Linked DNA regions of Pan troglodytes: region 2 is linked to region 1. Evidence: chromatin contacts called from public HiChIP or PLAC-seq data. All regions are on one chromosome and are shown on one strand. The core of a region is the stretch at or near the end of the contact, and the rest is flanking DNA. Distances in the headings are between cores, read along the strand shown.

Region 1 (3,272 bases), core at 302-2,801:
GCAAAGACAGAACGAAATCTCACTCTTTTGTGCAGCCAAGCAATCTATTACACACATTTTCAAGATAAACAATAACTAGCTCTCAAGGGAACTTGGCAGCATTTTTCATCACACACAGTTCATCTAACCTGATATTTGGGGTGATCCTCTGTGTTAGCCAATTGGCTTTATCTAGAGGAAAAAGAAACTTGTATCTTTATGATATGAGATAATTTTGTAAGTTGGAGCAAAGGGCCCACTGAAGTTAGGCTCCTACTCTCCCATTAAAACTGGGAGACAGGGGCATTAACTCCCTTGATACTTAAAGAGATGGCTCCTAGGTCCTAGAAAAAGACATATCTAGGTTATAAAGCGCACAAAAAGGCCTAACTAGTCTTCAAAAGGATTTATATATTTCAAAGAGAGGAAAAAGTACTCACACTAATTACCAATTTTCTAAAAGTAAATGTTCAAAGAAAAAGGGAGGGAAATCTCATATTTTCAACAGGAAGTAGTAAACCTCTTATTTCAAATTTGTATTTGTCCTGACAGTCCCCAAACATTACAAACTCAACCTGTCGGTAAGACAAGGCTGAGTTAACTGCTGGCCACAGTAAGGGACAGCATGACCTGGCAAAGCTTTACCAATGGCTGGGAGCAAAAGGCAAGGTCAGTTTATTGAGAACTGGAAGTCTGACTCAAGGAAGGTGTTTCAAAGCGGGCTTTAGTTAGTATTGAGCAAGAATTGGTGGAAACAGCAAGATTTCGAGGAGTCAGCGAATCTTAGGGAATCAATTGTGCTTTCCCCGAAGAGTGGATGGGTCTCTGGGGAAGTTCTGTAGTGAACAAAGCCTTCGCCCGAATGGGAACTCCTGGAAATAAAGCCCTGCAGTAAAGACGGCAGGGTGCGGTCCCGGCTCCTGGCGCGCCGAGCCCCCCAGCAGGGCGGGGGCACCGCGGAAGAAGCGCCCCAGAGGAGAGCGCCGCGCCGCGCCCCGCCTGGCGCCAGTTCTCCAGCGCCCGTGGAGGCATCTGCGCCCCTAGTAGCCAAGGTGAGTACCAGCTCCAAGCCCGGCTTTCCGGGAGGTCCCTCGCGTGGCCACCGTGCCCTAAGGGTGCGCTCGGCCTCGGGGACGTGAGCAGCTCTTAGTGGGAAGCCAGCTGCAGGCCCTGACCGCAGGCTGCTGGGGCCTGGAAGCGCTGGCGCCTTGCGGCCAGAAGCCCGGAATGGACGCGAAAGTGACCACGCCAATCTGACGCTCACGTGACTTTTCGCGACTGGCCCCGCCCCCCTGTGGCGTGCCGCAGCGCAGGCGTCGCTGTCTCCTGCGCAGGCGCAGGCCTTGGCTCGCGGCGGGTGACGCAATGCGGCGGGTGACGCAATCCGACGTCGCCAGTCAGTCGCGCGGCCAGATCAGGTAACTGCCCGAACCGCTCCGCCGCCCGACGTGTGGCTCAGCCTCTTCCTCAGCCCCGCCAGGGGCGGGGCCTGCCGCGGGAGGGGAGGGGCCTGCAGCGACCAATCGGCGGTGCCCGCGCAGGGTGCTACGCCACGCCCAGCCTGGCCGGCCGTTCCTACCGACCTGGTCCAGCGGACAGCGGCGGCAGCGGGGGCGCCGGCTGGGAGGTGAGTGCGCGGCCCGTAGGCCTGGTTCCGGCCCCTCGCCGCCCGCCGCCGCCTCTTTGTCCGCGCGCCCCGGCTGCTCTGTGGACCTGCGCGTCTCGGGGATGCGGGAGCGGGGGCAGGGGGCGGCCCGAGGGCCTGATCCACGCGGCCCCGGATGCCCGCGTCGGGAGGCGGCGCGTCGGGCCGAGGAGGGGCTTCTCTGTGGCTGCAGTAGTTTGTTCTCTGGGTCGTCTTTGGAGTGGCCGAGCGGCGTCCGGGCGCTGGGGCGGCCAAGTGGCGCGGGAAGGGTGGGAGGTGCCGTGAGGGCGACGAGGACAGCGGCGGATTTAAGCCCCACTGGAAACTCCGGTCCTTGTGGCCGTGGACTGGGCTGCGGGTAGCAGCGTCTCCTGGAAGGGCTCTGGCCCCGTGAGCCTCGGGGATTCAGGGGCCGCCGACGTTGGTGCAGATGCCGGGTGCACTGGGAGGCGGCCGGAATGCCAATGAGATTTGGCGGATACGCAGCTGTCACCGGCCGCAGACGGCCCTGTCGCCACTTCCAGTGCCTGCACTCCAGTAGCCAAGCAACATAGGAAATCGCGCTCAGAACCCACTTTGTTGATTGAGAAATCAGGTCCCCTCGAGGGCCCTGTTGGCAGAGGTCTGGGGAAGTCAGGGCATCAGGCTGAGAGAGCCCTCTGCAGTCTTGTTTCCCCAGGCTGGGGCTGGGACCACTGAAACCCCGCCCCACTCTTATAGATCCCTTCCTTAGGCTTTGTCAGTGTTCTCACAGTTTTACTGGGGCGTCTCCTTCAGGCGACATTGATCAAGCCTCATAGGTACCTGTTTACAGCGGAACTCCCAGAGGGCAGTCTTTTCCATGTTTGGGGGACTGCTAGTTGTGGGGAGCGGTCTCATTGATGAGACTGGAGAAGGGGAGAGGGGTGGGACTAGTTTATCAGGGAAGATGATGACAACTTTTTTTCTAGACACGTCGAATCTGAGGTGACATCTGTGGTCTGGCCGAAGGAGGCTAGAAGGAAGGCATGTGCTTTGGATGGATGGAAACAGGAATCAAAGAGGAAGGTAGATTCAGGAGCTGAAGGGCAGGGAGAAAACACATTCAGGGAGTTTGTGGCAAAGCAGCAGAAATGACGATGGGGTGACGGTATCTGGAGGCCTTAGGTGGGGTTGGTGAAATTTGCATGCCCGCTGCAGTGGAAAGATTTAGGGGCTAAAGATAGCCCTTTGCCTTTGGCAAGGCTGAGGGGAAGAGTGTGTTGAGTAGTCTGAGTTGAATCCGGGCACCAGGCCCTGGCTCATGTCCCAACCAGCCATTGACTGTTACCTTGATAGGTCCTCATCTATGAAATGGGGATCACTGTAGCACCTTGGCCTATGTGTGGGAAACCAATAAACTAGCCAACAAGTTTCAGGCTCATGGAACCCTGGTAACAGCCGGTCAGCCTTCTTCAGAGGAGGAAATGGGTTCAGAGAAGTTGCTTGCTCAAAGTAGCACAGCTTGTAAAAGCTATGGAACTTACATTATTTCAGTAGAGTAACAATAATTCAAATTCCGAGGAGTTTAGGATGTTGGGAATGGGCGATTAATTGTGAACTACTTTTCCAAGAAGTTTTCCTCATGGAAAGTAGTTATTTAGTTGGTTCTTTTCAAAGGCAGAAATGA
Region 2 (3,272 bases), core at 558-3,057, 280 kb after region 1:
GAATTTCCAAGAGAAGGTGGAGGAGCTCTAAAGTCTGTGTCACTGTTCGCTGCTCTGCCATGGGATGCAGGTCAAGCTGGGCCTGGTAGCCCTACTGAAGCTCCCTCCCGATCCGACCCCCTACTCCGCTCTGCTGGGTGTCTTCATCTGGCTGAGGTCTAACTCTGCATCAGCTGATAGAGGCAGGGTCAGGCATGCTCCACCCCAGCAGGGACTCAGCTGCCCTGGGATGTAGGGGGTGGTCAGCCGGCCTGAGGGTGAAGGCCGCTAGTCCTAGGGGGCTGTGCCCAGGGGTGTGACTTGGGGAGGGAAGCAGGGCTCTGCAGGACAAGGTGCCAGGCTCACGTGTGGCCCCTGTGGAAAGTACTCTGGGAGGAGGACGAGCCTCATGGCCTAGATCTCATCTTGAGCAGCATCAAGCCCACCCAGAGTCAGCATAGTCTCCATCCACACCTGCTGGACCCTGGGAAATGGCTCGGTCGTGGCACAGACCCAGCTGCTGCTGCAGGTTAAAAGAGGCCAAGGGGACAGGACAGGGCTGAACTCATGCACTCATGGCCCAGGAGCGTCCTAGGGCACGAAGGCCGTCAACAGACAGGGAAAGCTGAATGAGTGTGAGCATTAGATCATGAATGTGTCAGTGCTGATTTTCAAAATGGAATCGTGGTTATGTGAGATATTGCCCTTGTTTTTAGGAAAAACACACTGAAGTGTTTACTTTCAAAAGATTCAGGCAAAAAATGCATATACAGTACATATACACACACCCATATTCACATTCGGAAAGTGAGCTGGGGGGAACAAACAGGGCAAAATGTTAACATCTGTGCTAACATCTGAGGGATCTGGGTGAAAGATCTACAGGGATGCCCTGTGCTATTTTGCAGCTCTGTAAGTCTGAAATTACGTGAGAATAAAAAGTTAAAAGAAACAAAAGTGCTTAAAAATTATTTGGTGTAAGAACAAGGAGGCAGCCAGATGAGGGGCTCTGTTTTTCCTTCTCCTGCCTATTCAGCAGCGCACCCGGAGCCCAGCGTCCCAGGAGGTCGGGACAGAGCTGTGTGGGACGTCCTGTGCCTGCCCCCGCACTGCGGCGCAGCTCGAGCTGGCGTCTGGAAGCTGATCTTAGGCCGGGCGCGGACCTGACTTATCCGTGCGGTTCCAGGCCAGGCCAGACTCAGGGCATTCCCGGACACGCCCGCCAAGGGCTCGGGGGTGACAGCGAAGACCGGGAACAGGGTCCGGGTGAGAAGCCCAGGCGCCGGGGAGGAGCAGCACGGGGTCCGGGAGCAGCGCGGGTGGGGGGGCTGGGGCGGCGGGGCCGGGGCTTCGGACCCTGCGGGGGGCGGCACGCACCTGCTTGCGGGCGCGCACCACCTGCAGCGCGCGGCTGTGGTACATGTCGTTGCTGGCTTTGTTGTACTCGCCGACGGCAAAGTCCAGTGCACGCCGCACACCCTCCTCCTCCACGCTGGCGTCCATGGGGCCGCCCACCAGGCGCGGCGGCTTGCCGGGACTGGAGCCGGCCGCGGGGCTCACGGCCAGGGCCACGGCCAGGATGGCCAGCAGGAGCAGCGGGGCGCGCAGGGGCCCGGCCATGGTCGGCTAGGACGCGGGACGCGGGGAGTGGGGCGCAGGCGAGAGGCTGGAGCTAGATAGAGAGGACCCGCTGCGATACCGAGGCGAGGCCGTGAGCCCCGCGAGGCCGGCGACTGCGGTTTTATCCCTTCCGGCCTTCGCCGCCCCACCCCCCCGCGCCCTGCACTCCCTTTTCCGGAACGCCTCGTCGCTCCCACCTCCCTTCTCCCTCCCCGCCTCCCCGGCCTCTCCCCGCCTCCCCGGCCTCTCCCCGCCTCCCCGGCCTCTCCCCGCCTCCCCGGCCTCTCCCCGCCTCCCCTGCCTCTCCCCGCCTCCCCTGCCTCTCCCCGCCTCCCGGTCCCTCCCTATCAGTCTCCTCCCATCCCAGCCTCCCCTGCCCCTCCAGGCCTCCCTGTCCTTCCCCATCCATCCCCTTCCCTCCCCTCCCAGCCCCTCCCAGCCCCTCCCGGCCTCCCCTCTCCCTTCCCGCCTCCCCTCTCCCTCCCCTCCTCCCCTGGCCCCCCAGTCTCCCTGGCCTTCCCTATCCATTCCCATCCATCCCCTCCCCTTCCTCTCCTACTCTCTTCCAGCCTCCCCTGCCCCTCCTATCGTCCCCATTCCTCCCCCTCCATCCCAGACCATTCCCACCTCCCCACTTCGGGCTCCTCCATGCCTCCACTCTTCAGGCTCCTTCTCCTCTGTCCCTTTCCCCTTTCAACCCCCAGACACCGCCTCCCATGCCCCTCATCTCCCTCCTCCACTCCTGTCCTTGCTCCCACTTCGCCCCCACCCCAGCTCGGCCCCTCTTCATCGCCCCTCCCTCGTCCCGCCCCTCCTCTGTCTTCCCTTCCTACCCACTCCTGGCCTCTCCCTGTCCCTGTCCCTCCTATCCTCTTCTTTCCCCTCTTCTCACCCCACTCCTGGCACCTCTTCCCCCACCCCTTCCACACCTATGCCCCCCTTCTACCCACTCCACCCCCTCAGCTCCATCTCTTCCCAAAGACCTGTCCCTCCTCCCAAGCTGAGGTCACCCTGCCCTCCAGAGAGGTGTCAGGGCCCCCTGGGCCCTAAAAGCATGCCACCCCCTAGCTTCATTTCCTCAGAAAAGGGAAAGATAGAGGTCTCGGCCTTCCGGAGTCTTCGGGAGTCCTGAGTATCTGTGAGCATTTGGTCAAGGTCTAGAAATCACTAAGGCAGAGGTGTGATTCCAGAGGCCGCAGGAGACTCAGGCCATGCCCTGTGCTAGGGAACTTTTCAAACAGAAGAATTAACCTTTATTTGAGTAAAAAAACTCTGGGTTCTCCTTTCACAACTCCTTATTATTCAATAAACAGACTTTTCACCAGCTTCCCCCTGCACCAGGTGGTCTAGGAGCTAGAGACGGAGCCTGGGTGACCGAGCCGTGGACACTACATTGCAGGGCTGCTGCCAGACAGAAATGTGACACGAACCCAGGAGCAATTTAAAACTTTCTGGGAGACACATTTCAAAAAGTAAAAAAGAAACAGGTGAAGGTAATGTTTATAATATTTCTTACTTAACCTAATATATCCAAAATATTATTTCAACACATAAGAAGAATCATTAATAACATAGGTTATTTTATTTTGGGTGTGTGTACTGAGTCTTTGAAATTCCCTGTGTATGTGGGCGTCAATTGTACTGGCCCCATTTCAAGCGCCCTGTGGCCACAT

Evidence for each region. HiChIP or PLAC-seq counts read pairs in DNA pulled down with a chosen protein or histone mark.
Region 2: an H3K4me3 HiChIP or PLAC-seq map of stem cell-derived excitatory neurons shows a contact between it and region 1, with 4 times the contacts expected there. The contact joins the promoter of CST3 here to the promoter of GZF1 in region 1. A contact is called at or near these places in 1 of 7 Hi-C or Micro-C datasets (stem cell-derived neural progenitor cells) and 1 of 1 datasets of contacts at active chromatin or transcription factors (stem cell-derived excitatory neurons).

The regions. Positions count from the first base shown.
Region 1 is chr21:29,890,501-29,893,772 of NHGRI_mPanTro3-v2.0_pri, forward strand. GZF1 (GDNF inducible zinc finger protein 1) reads left to right here and starts at 1,552. Exons shown (of 6, transcript NM_001114622.4): 1 at 1,552-1,606.
Region 2 is chr21:30,173,406-30,176,677 of NHGRI_mPanTro3-v2.0_pri, forward strand. It overlaps CST3 (cystatin C), which reads right to left and starts at 1,808. Exons shown (of 3, transcript XM_016937552.4): 1 at 1,357-1,808. The coding sequence starts at 1,599.